Linked DNA regions of Muntiacus reevesi: region 1 is linked to region 2. A link is a contact called in public Hi-C data. All regions are on one chromosome and are shown on one strand. The core of a region is the stretch at or near the end of the contact, and the rest is flanking DNA. Distances in the headings are between cores, read along the strand shown. Region 1 holds the start of ATP6V0C (ATPase H+ transporting V0 subunit c). Region 2 holds the start of TRAF7 (TNF receptor associated factor 7).

Evidence for each region. Hi-C and Micro-C count contacts between places; a contact is called where the count stands out from the background.
Region 1: a Hi-C map of blood shows a contact between it and region 2, with 5 times the contacts expected there. The contact joins the promoter of ATP6V0C here to the promoter of TRAF7 in region 2. A contact is called at or near these places in 2 of 3 Hi-C or Micro-C datasets (blood and muscle).

The regions. Positions count from the first base shown.
Region 1 is chr2:181,395,332-181,401,251 of mMunRee1.1, reverse strand. It overlaps ATP6V0C (ATPase H+ transporting V0 subunit c), which reads right to left and starts at 1,434. Exons shown (of 3, transcript XM_065924109.1): 1 at 1,189-1,434. The coding sequence starts at 1,267.
Region 2 is chr2:181,088,800-181,094,091 of mMunRee1.1, reverse strand. TRAF7 (TNF receptor associated factor 7) reads right to left here and starts at 1,960. Exons shown (of 21, transcript XM_065924068.1): 1 at 1,801-1,960. It overlaps LOC136162240 (small nucleolar RNA SNORD60), which reads left to right and starts at 2,568; the gene lies at 2,568-2,650.

The DNA of each region.
Region 1 (5,920 bases), core at 185-2,684, 310 kb before region 2:
ACCTGGACAGGGAGCCTCTCCAGTCCCAGATAGGGTGGGGCAGAGCGAGTCATCAAAGCCCCAAACCAGACGAACCCAAGGAAGCCTGGACTAGACCAGGCCAAACAAGTTGGTGGGGCTGTAGGGTGGTCAGGACTCACTTCCCTGGATCCCACATCCCCAGCTGGCCCCAAGTGCTCTTCTCCCAGAAAGACCAATTTTCACTGAATCTTACACCCAGGACTATTGAGACCCCACTTCAAAACTAGAGGGCCACTTAGAACCCTGGAAGGCCCCCTTCTCCATTCCTGGGGCAGCCCCTCCCAATTCCAGGCCTCAGGGAAGGGGAGAAAGGTCATTCATTCATTCAGGCCTGAAATGAAGACTCCTCCCAAGGAAAAAAGCTCAACCCCCTCAACGATGAGGCTCCACGCTAACTCGCCCATCCAGACAAGCGTCCACACACAGTGCGGAGGCTGACCTGTTCCCCGGACACCCACCCTGCGCCCTCGGCCTGTCTGACCCACCTCCACCCCTCCGCTCCACTCCCACCTCTGGGTTCCTGCCCTGCTCTCAAGACCAACCTCTCAACCCAGCTTTTCCTACCAACCCACACAGCCTAGTGTTGGGAAACACTGACAAGCCCTAACCGGAAGCACATGCTTAAGTGCAGACCCACCTGAACGCCCCCCACCCCCGCTGCCCCATGGAGGCGGGGGGCAGGCCGCCACAAGGGCGAGGGTTGTGGACCTCCGCGGGGAGCACCCAAGCGCCGGCCCCTTGTGGGGGCAGCTTTCCGAGGCGTGATGTCACACCTGCCAGCAAGATGGGCGGGGGGGCGGGTGCCGAGCAAGCGCAGGACCACGGGCCCCCACCCCAGTCTGCTCCCGCCTCTCCGGGGACTAAGATGGCAGCGGCGCCGCCGCCCCTCCCCCGCACCGACGAGACCAGCTGGCAGGTGGCCGTCCGGGACACCCTGGGACCCACACCTGGGCCCAGTCCGCAGGCCCCGCTCTCCAGACACCCGACGGCCCCTGCAGCCCTCAGGATCCCGACACCCCACCCCCCCGCAGTCACGTGAGACCCGGGACCCCCCCCCAACAGCTCGAAATTACGTCACAATGACGTCACACGCCGAACCCCGGGGAGCAACAGGCACGAGCCCCGCGCGTCCCCCGTCTCCCGGGTCCCTCCTGCCACGGCGCTCACCGCTGAAGACCATGGCGGCTGAGGCGCCCATGACCGCGAAAAAGGAAGCGTACTCGGGGCCGCTCTTGGCCTCGGACATGTCTGCGGGTGGGGAGGGGGCGAGATCAGCAGGCCAAGGCCGGGGCGAGGTCGGGCCGGGCGCGGCGAGCAGCGGGCTGCGCGAGGCGAGCTGTCCGGCGGATGCGAAGGCGACCCGGCCCGTCAGCCGCTGCGCTCTAAATACCAGCACCGCAGGACAAAATGGCGGCCGCGGCCGCGTCACATGACCGGGGCCCCGCCCCTGCGGCCCGCACCACTCCGCGCGGGCGGGGGGGTCCGCGGCTGGGACTCCGGGCGCCCCGCCCCGCCGGCCTGCACCCCAGCGCGCCGCCCCGAGCCGGCCGCCGCGGGCGCCCCTGGGACCCCGCCACGGTGGGCCCGTCCGGTCGCAGGGCCGGGGCGGGGCGGGGCGCGCCTTGATTAGCATACGGGGCGGGGCTCTCGACGCCCCGCCTTCTCTGCGGCTGCGCGGCCCCGCGGGGGTTCGGTTACGAGCGTTGCCGCGTTCTACGGTCTCGGTGTTGGAGCCCGGCCGCGGGGTTCTCACGGTCCAGCACGCAGGGACTCAGGACTGCGTGCGGTCTACCCCCAACGTCCTCACACCCTCCGGGGTGACCTGAGGGCGGAGCCGGAGTCGTGTCCCCGGTAGAGCCGCCCCCAACCATCCCCGTCCCCTGTCGACCCCGTCTCCAGTCTCTTCCAAGCCCGCCGGCCCCCGCCCAGCAATTCGGGATTTCTCCCGTGGCTTCCGAGGAAAAGGAGGGCCCCTACACTGCATCTGTGCCCTCCTTTGCATCAGGGACCTAGACTGCTGTTTTGGAGGAGTTGTCTCTACCCCTCAGCTTGTAGGCACGGTTGGTTTGAAACCCTGCACGACCTGTGCAGTCTTCCCCAGATGGCTGAAGCGTCTGGGGTCCCTTGTCCTGCCTGTTCCCACCGCAAGCCCACGAATCCAGGGCTGCCCTTATTTCTGGAACAGCAGTAAGTGGTTCCCTCTGAGCCTAGCAGACGGTCTGACCTGGGGCTGGGACTGCTGTAATAGTCTCGTGTGGCTATCCTGGTACCCCGACTGGCTGCCTTTTCTCTACCCACCAGCTCTGGTTCCTTCTGCCCTTTCATCTGATCCATTTCAGGAGCCCTGGGTGACTGCCATCTGATCCTGGGTCTCCCTTGAGTTCCACCCCTTGCCCTGACATTAAAGCTCTCTTCGTGAACAACCTGAGCTGTAGCAGTCATCAGCCTTCTCCATGTGGGCAGCGGGGTCACTACCTGTGGCCTGGTCTTCCCACTGGACCCATCTTCCACACCAGGAACCTCCCTCATAGCCTCTTCTCCACCATGAGGCTGGGTCTGCACCACCCCCAGCGGCAAACTTGCAGCCCTTGAGTGTCATGTCTGTCCTGTTTGCAAAGAGAGGAGGCCGCCGCTGTTCGGCTTGAGCCCTCCCCACCACCCTCCACCACCTGACTCTGACTTCTGGAAAGAGGAATCTTCACTCAGTGTCTGCAGCTCCTCCCCAGCCCGCTGCCCTGGCAGGTTGCTGGTGACCGAGCTGACAGTTTGTCAGGTTCTCTGAAGGGGCCTGTCTGCTGCCTCGGCCTGCTGCCCGTCTCCCCGCCCCTCCACTCTTTCTAGTTCACCCCCACCTGCCCTGCTGTGCTCATGACCTTCCTCGAGTCACAAGGAGAAGCAAAGACGGGCCCAGGTGCTGAAGCCTCGGCATCACTGCAGGTTCTGGGTGTTCCCAGGGCTCCGCCTGCCATGCCCTGGGTGATCAGCCATACATTTCTTCACCTGAAGCCATCCGGGCAAGCAGGTGCCTGAGTGCCCGCCCCAGGCTCAGCCCCCATAACTCCAGGCACTCAGGGTCCACAGCCTGGGGAGCTCAGAGCAGGGAGCTGACACGGCTGGGTGGGGGGAGGCTGCATGCTGGGGCAGAATTCAGACTAAGGAAAGGAGGTGCAGGACAGCCCCCCTCGGACAACTGTACAGCCAAAAGCACGGCGGTGGCAGAGCGTGCGAACCCCTCCATGGCTGAAGTCCCGAGACTGGGAGGTCAGGGAGACCATTCCCCCCACAGGTGCAGAGGGCAGCTCGGCTCTGCTCACTGGCTTCTGGTTTTCTGCCCAAGTTCTGGTGTGAGAGGTCCCAGTGGATCTCCAGTGGGCCGCTGACACCTCAAACTGAGCTCACCTCCCCCCACGTCACCATCGGCTTCCCCTTGGGTTATTTCCATTTCCAGCAAGAGGCACAACCAACCATTCAGGCAGTCGCCTCACTCTTCATTACTCACCAGACCCCGAGGTTCTGTGGCTTCCCAGCTCTCAGCTGTGCCCCCACCCCAGTGCCGCCGCCCCTCAGGTGGACCTGCGCTTCTGCCCTGGGTGTCCTCACAGCCTCTCACCTGGCCACCTGCCCAGTCTTCCCCGCCCTGTCTCAGGGGACCTTCCTGATGGGTACATCGGGAATCCTTCACCATCCCCCTAAGCATTGGGGGAGGGGTGCATTACCTAATCCTCCTAATGATCCTTTGAGGAAGGTTTCACCGTTACCCTCATCCTGTGGACAAGGAGCAGGTCTAGGAAGGTGAAGCACCTTGCCTGGTGTCAGTCAGCTAATGAGGAGCGGAATTGAAACTCAAGCCCCACTGGTTGAGCGTGGTCCGTGCAGCTTTCTACACCGCCTGCTTCCTGCCTGAGAGGTCAGGGAGTGTCTGGTGACCAGTGACAGACTCAGGAGGGACCCAGGTCACCTTCCCCTTGGCCTCCCAGCTCCAGGCAGGCCCTGGGGGTGGGGGAAGGTCCAGGGGATGTGGAAGGGACTGGCCAGGGATACACACCTCTGCCTTCTCCCTGCCAGCTGTGCAGCGCCTGGTATGAAGTCACAGCATCACAAGCTGCTGGCCTGTCTCAGTGCGGGCGGGGATTTCCAGGAATAAAGAAGGAAGTGCTGGGACTTCCCTGGTGGTCCAGTGGCTAAGATTGCGCTCCCAATGCAGGGGGCCCAGGTTCAACCCCTGGTCAGGGAACTGGATCCCACATGCTGCGTGCCACAATGAAGACCAAGCACAGTCAAATAAATGAAAGGAGGAGCTTTGGGAAACTCAAGCCGGAGACCCTGGTAGGGAGAGAGATACAGAGATGTGGGGTGGAGTCCCACTTTCCCTGAGGGTTCTAACGGAGGTGAACAAACCCACTGTCTGCACTGGAAGATGGTAGGAGAGAGAAACCCAGTGACACTTTGCAGAGGAAGGGCTTCCCTGGTGGTGCTAGTGGTAAAGAACCCATCTGTCAGTGCAGGAGCCACAAGAGATGCCGGTTCAATCCCTGGGTCAGGAAGATCCCCTGGAGGAGGGTGCGGCAACCAACCCACACCAGTATTCTTGCCTGGAGAAACCCATAGACAGAGAGCCTGGCGGACTAAGGTCCACAGGGTTGGAAAGAGTTGGACACGACTCAAGCGACTTAGTACACAGTAAACACATGTCACTGCACACAGGGAAGGGAGAGGATGGCCGGGGAGACAGAGACCAGGAATAGAGCAGCAACGGGCCACAGATGATTGGAAAGCTGAACTTGTCCTGAGGAAGGCCATTTCAGGGAAGAAAGAAGAGAGTCCTGCAGCCTGACGTGGAAACTTTATTAACAAATCAGGAAACTGAAGAGGGTGTGTCCAACTAGAGTGCCCTCTCCCAGTGGACAAGCCTTTTCTCTTGAGTAGCGATGAAGACACACCAGAGGGTGTGGCGCTGAGAGAGGGCACTGGGCCCTCTTGACCTGGCTAGATAAGAGCTGTGTGTGGCCCAGGCACGGTTGGGAGGAGATGGAAGAAAAAGTATAGTTGTGCTATCAGAGGGGGAGGGGTGGGATAAATAAGATGATTTTTGGAGTATAATTTAAATAATTGGAGCTCACAAAATGATACATGGTTCTTTGGTGTTTTTTCTTTTTAAATAAAAAATTGTTCTCTATATAGGCAGATCGAGGCACAGCTTGGGGCAGCCAGCCCTGCAGGGGAAACTGTATCCCCCAAGCGACTCCAGCTGGATGTTGGCCGAGAGAGGCAAGAGGTGGAGGGAGGGGGTGATCCCAGGGATGGAGCAGCCCTTCTCACTGACCACAGCCTTGAGGGCTACTGTGACAGGGCTTGATTCTTCCCTTTTTGGCCGAGCTGAGCTGTTTGTGGGGAGGCTTAGCTCCCCCACCAGAGATCAAATCCAGGCCCCCTGCAGCAGGAGCGCAGAGTCTGAGTCGCTGAACCAGCAGGGAAGTTCCAGTCTGATTGAGACTCCACTCTTGTGACCACCAGACTGGCAGCAGGCAGGGAGCCGGGCCGGAGTCGACCACCAGGGGGCGGTGTGCGGCTCTTTCCCCAGGGCCGGGGCGGGGATCCTGTGGGTTTTACAGTAGACCAGGGGCTGGCGCTGAGCCGGCATGGCAAGCAGGTTCGCAGAAAGGATGTTGAATGAATCCTCAGCCCTGGGTGCCCACGAGGGCACGGTCTGGCCTGGTGTGGGCTCAGCACCCTGAAGGTCAGCGCGACTTTCCTCTGCCCCAACAGTCAGCCTTGGGCCCTAAGTCACTAGTCTGGCCCATGTTGAGCAACTACTGTCTTTGGGCGCTGAACTAGACTCCGGGGATACAGATTGGAGAAGGGAGCTCCCACTCTACCTGGTGTGTGTGTGTGGGTGGGT
Region 2 (5,292 bases), core at 711-3,210:
GCCTCCAAAGTGGCTCAGGCCCTTCAGCCAAATCATCCTCCATTTCCCAAATTGCCCATTCCTTTGTCCAGCCAACTGGCCAAGGTTCACACTTGAGTCTGAAGAAGCCAGGAGCCTGGCGGGGGGGGGGGGGGGGGTGGAGAGGAGGCAGAGGGTTGGAGGTACCACTGAGCTGCTCAACCTGCCAAAGGCACTTTTCTGGGGGTTCCTGCCGCCCTCTTAGGCAATACTGAAGACCGTAATCTTTTCCATTTGTTTCCAGAGAGATCATGACACAGGATCATAGTGGAGTCACTCCACAGAGAACCTCAACTCGAGCCCCTCCTTCCTGGCTGGGCTCTTATCAGCCAGGTAGCCCATGTCCCAGCTCTCACTGCTCCAAGGGAGGAGGGTCTGGCTTCCTGGAGGCAATGCTGTTGTAGGATGTAGGCACCTTGAGACACAGGGACTAGAGTTTCCAAGGAGAAGCTTGGATGCCCAGAGCAATGCAAGGGGGAATTTATGACAGAGAGGAGAAGAAGTGTGGAAAGGGAGAGACCCAAAGAAAAGAAATGTGGAAGAGAGATGCCACATGCTTTCCAAAGGCCAGGGGTGGGCAGCCCCCAGGAGAGGGGGCCCGTGTGTATATGAGGAGAGGTCCGAGGGATGGGAGGAGGGGAAACTGATGAGCAGCACAAAGCTCTAAGCAAAGACATAGCACAGCAGGGTGGAAACCCTCCCCGCTGCAAGAGCAGGGTACGATCCAGCAGGACCCCAGACTCAGCCCCAGCTGACCATCCTGACCTGGCTCAAGACAACCTGGCCCAGGCAGCCAGACCCAAGTGAAGATTAGAAGAGGAACCCACTCCTGCCCCCCACACACAATCCAGCCTCCTCACGCTCTCCTTCCCCAGTGAAGCCAGCAGTCCATCCTCCGCACACAAACAAAGGCACTTGGCTACACAGACCTGACGCTGGCTCTCCTATGCTCAAACTCCCCAACAGCCTCCCTTGTGAGCACCACGCAGCCTCCATCCTGCACTCTGGCCTGGCCTTATCACTTCACCTCTCACCCCATCGCCAGAACCCGCTGGCGTCCTCTGAGCTTTCTCATCCTGGGCCTTTGCAGTCCTTCTTCCTCTGCCCAATATGCTTTTCCAGCAACTTCCCCCCAGGACAGGCTGCTTGCAGGAGATGCCCCTCCTCAAGCCCTTCAGGAGCCCCCAGTACTGTCTCTTTCTCAATGCCCTGCTTCTTTGTTTTTCATAGCACCTGTCACAGATCATCATGACTGTGTCTGTGTATTGTGGGGGGATTCCCCCCCCCATCACCGGTTCTGAAGAGGGGGGACGCTTGGAAATGGCTGGAGACATTTTTGGTTGTCACACCGGGGGCGAGGGAGGCTACTGGTATCTGGTGGGTGGAGCCCAGGGATAGTGATCAACACACTACAAGGCACAGCGGGCAGTGACGATGGGCACGAAGTGCCAAGAGGGGCGAGGCTGAGAAACCCTCCTCGAGAAGAGCACAGGAGAACTGGGGTCTCGCTCTCCGCAGTCTCCCCGCGCCTGTGACAGTGGTGGGCACCCGGAGGCGAACCGTAAACGGAGGAAGAAAGAGCGAATAAAGAAGAGAACGGAGGAGAGGAGCGAGCGACGGCCCAGCTGACAGACAAACGCACGGACGAGGGAAAAGCCGGCGCGCCTGAGCCCCGCCCCCCAGGCCCGAACCCTTCCCGGGGCCCCAAACACCCGGCCTCTTGCTCCACCGCGCGGACCGAAGGCGCGAGCCCCGGCCCCGGCACGCCGCGCGAACACTCACCCGCCCGTGGCCGCTCGAGAACGGGAGCACCACCCTTTCGCTTCATCGTGCCCCCTCGGCCGCGGGCCGGGGAAGGGACGGGCCACTCGTGCCGGAAGCGCGCCGGCGCGGTGCCCGCCGGAAACTGTAGTTCCCCGGCTCTCGCGGCCCCAGGCGGCTGCCTTCCCCTCGGCTCTTCAGGAACTACGACTTCCGGTGGCTCCGGCGTCGCAGGGATGGATTGGTGGCTTCGGGATCACTCTATGTTGCAGTTCGGGCTCTGATTGGCTGGGTATATCCGTCAGTCACAGCTAGGTTCAATGGCCTCTGCAAAGGGGTGGGGCTTAAGGGTGCTGATCCGCTCCCGAAAGCGATGCCAGGGCTCGGTTGGTGAAGACAGGAAGAGTGGAAGGAAGAGCGTATCAGCATTGACGGGGGCGGATACTTCTTCCGGGATTGCCCAATCGCAGAGCTGGAACAGTTTCTATAAGTACTTGAGTCCGGCAGACCTGCGGTCTTTCAGGATCTAGCACGCGGTGGAAGGTGTTTGTCTAGGTGCGAATGATGCACGTTGGAGGAGGGACCCTGGCCCGGCGGGGCCCGGGAAGGTGGTCCAAACTCGGCCAACCTGGCCCCCGGGCTCCTCTCTCAGCCCGAGCTCCCACGTTGATCTTTAGCTCTCTACGCTCCTCTGCCTCCAGCTCGCCCCAGTTGCGTCGGAAGTCCGAATTGTTTCTGCTTCCCAGAGGTAAGGCTGGGCTGGGGCTGGCTTCCCAAATTCAGTTCCGAGCCTGTGATGAATTGCTTTAATTTCTGACACCTCGTATGAAAACTGCACGTGCAGTCTGATTATATTGCAAGACTGAGGCTTTAGGTGCCCCCACCGTGGAAGGGCCTGGGGGTGAAAACACGTCTTGCCAGAAATGGCAGGATAGAGCATCTGTCTACAATTGGGCTCTTTCTGACTTTCAGGACCGTTGGTGACCCAGCTGGAGACCTTGAGGTCAGCGTCTTTCTAAGGGGCCCTGGTGCCCTGATGGGGATCCTTGGATTCCAGGTAAATCCAGGGCCTTTTCCACCTGTGACTGGGGAATGTCTGGCTTCTCCCTCTCTTCCCGCTTTCTGCCTCGTTTTTTTTCTAAGGCTTCCCTCTTAGGAGGAAGGCTGGTGTTTCGTGCCTTTGGGGAAGATAATTTCTTGAACCTCACTCAAGGCAAACTGCCTTGGTCAAACTCAATGCTATGTCCGGTAGAATTCATACTTCCCTTTAGGCATTATCAGGAACGCAGGGTGAATGACTTGGGACCCTCCTGTCGCTCCCACCTCACCCTCTGCCTTCGTGCCACCTTCTGTTACTCCCAATTTCAGTTCCTCTAAGTTATTTTCATTCTTTCTGGGACCCCCTTCACTTCCAGCCTGTGCAGTATATTCCCACCTGCAAGCACCCTATTACCTGGTCAGTTCCATGCAGCCCAGTCCCCTGGGGACACACTCAAGTATAGGAAAATAAGAGAGACCTTAAGGTCAGTTCAGCCAACTGCCATGTATCAAGTTTGATACTCAAAGTTTTCTAAAAACCCTTAAGAGGCTGTCCCTGAAAGAGAACAGGGTTTTCTTCCTCTTAGGTCACTTCCTTGATCTTTTTCAGTGTTAACTGGCTTTAAAATATACTTTCTCATTCCTTCTAACAGGCTGACCTCTCTGCTCCCTAGGGTCAGTCCCCCTGAAACTCGGCAAAAACTCAGTTACAGTTAGGTCCACAAACACAAATGCCATAGCTCCTAGAGGTGGCCTTTGAAGTATTTAGTGATGGAGGAGAAGGAAAGGACTCACCATGAAAAAGCCAGGCCAAGGCTCAAACTAAATAGATGGCCTTTGCTCTCGGCAATGCTTCATAACCTCAGGGCAACCCAAAGTGGGCAGGAGAGGTCAGCCATCAGTCTGGAGGTGAGACCAACAAGGAGAGTTTAGGCGTTAGCCAACTAACCATTGGCCAGTGAGTACCAGGAGGCCCCGGGCCATGCCCAGTCTACACACAGGCCAGTCACTGGGGATGGGACTGCCCTTGGTCGCTAAGGAGGGGCCCCTTCTCCTGGGATGGCCATGCTGGAAGCCCAGGGATTCAGGTTGCTCCCCTGCCACAAGATGTCTGTATCCATCGAGGAGCCCCTGATGGCAGGTACGTTTTTAATACAGGAGCCACTTTGTCCAGATTTCTCATGCTGGGCCTCCTTCCTGGTGACTAGCTGATGGAAATCCTTGCCCCCTTTACTTGACTGAGCTCTCACATGCCTTTTGAGTTGAGTGTCCTACCCCACTATCAAGGAGAGACCTGGGCTCCCTCAGGGCCACATGGCAGTTAGGAGGCCTTAAGCAGCCTCTAACCTTGACCCTGGCTAAGGCTGATCAACAGGAAGAGCGAGGGCCTGTTCCCAACCAGAGTCTGCAAGCCGTGAACACTACAGTTTGAAACAGGTCCCTGAAAGGCCATAAACGCCCAACGGGCAGAAACTCACCTTGAGCCAGAAGCTGCCATAAGATTAGATGGAAAAGGTTACAACCCTAAATAGATGCATTCTTAAAACATAGGCTCTTGGTGCTCTGTCTGAATCCAAGAGTCCCATTCTGTCAGTTAGTCAAATGAGGGATACAGGATGGTGCGAGACCTCAGCAGGAAGATGCACTGGTCCCTGTACACCCCCTTGTGGCCAATCCTTATAAAACTCCCTGAAGATGCTGTGTGATTCACTCTCTGACCTTAAATCCCAGTTGACCCCTCACAGTATCAGATTGCCTTTGAGCAGACTAACCCCAACCTGGACCAGATGCAACAATGCACTTGGTGGACAAGTACCCACCACAGGGGTGTTGGGACGTCAACAGTTGTTTGCCCAAACCCTAAGAAAGGAATTAAAGAAATATGCTAAAAGGGACTGTTCTACAGTCTGTAGATATATGTTGATATGGAGGCTCAGATGAGCATGACGTTGAAGTTCTTAATTTCCTCCAAGCCTGGGGTTACCGGTTCTTCCAGAAAAAGGCACAAATTTCATAGCAACAAGTTCAATACATGGAATATATTATAACGCCTGGAAATAGACAGCTGTTCTAAGAGAGAAGAGCTACATTAGGTTTGAGTGCATCTGACTGGAAAGGAAGGGACTACTCTGGAGGGTAGGGTCCTAATACAGATGCTGGGAGACGTTCCTCAGCCAATAGGCTATTTTTCCAAGCAACTGGATTCAGTGGCTTCAGGTTGGCCTGGCAGTAGCTGCTGTCAGTTTGATTACTGGAGGAGGCTAACAACCTTAACCTTTGGAAAGTGAAAGCCACTCAGTCTTTGTGACTTTTTGCAACCCCATGTTGCAACTATACAGTTCATGGAATTCTCCAGGCCAGAATACTGAAGTGGGTAGCCATTCCCTTTTTTGAGTTGTCATATGATCCAGCAGTCCAACTCTTGGGCACATACCCAGACAAAACAATTCAAAAAGATAACATGCATTCTGTTAT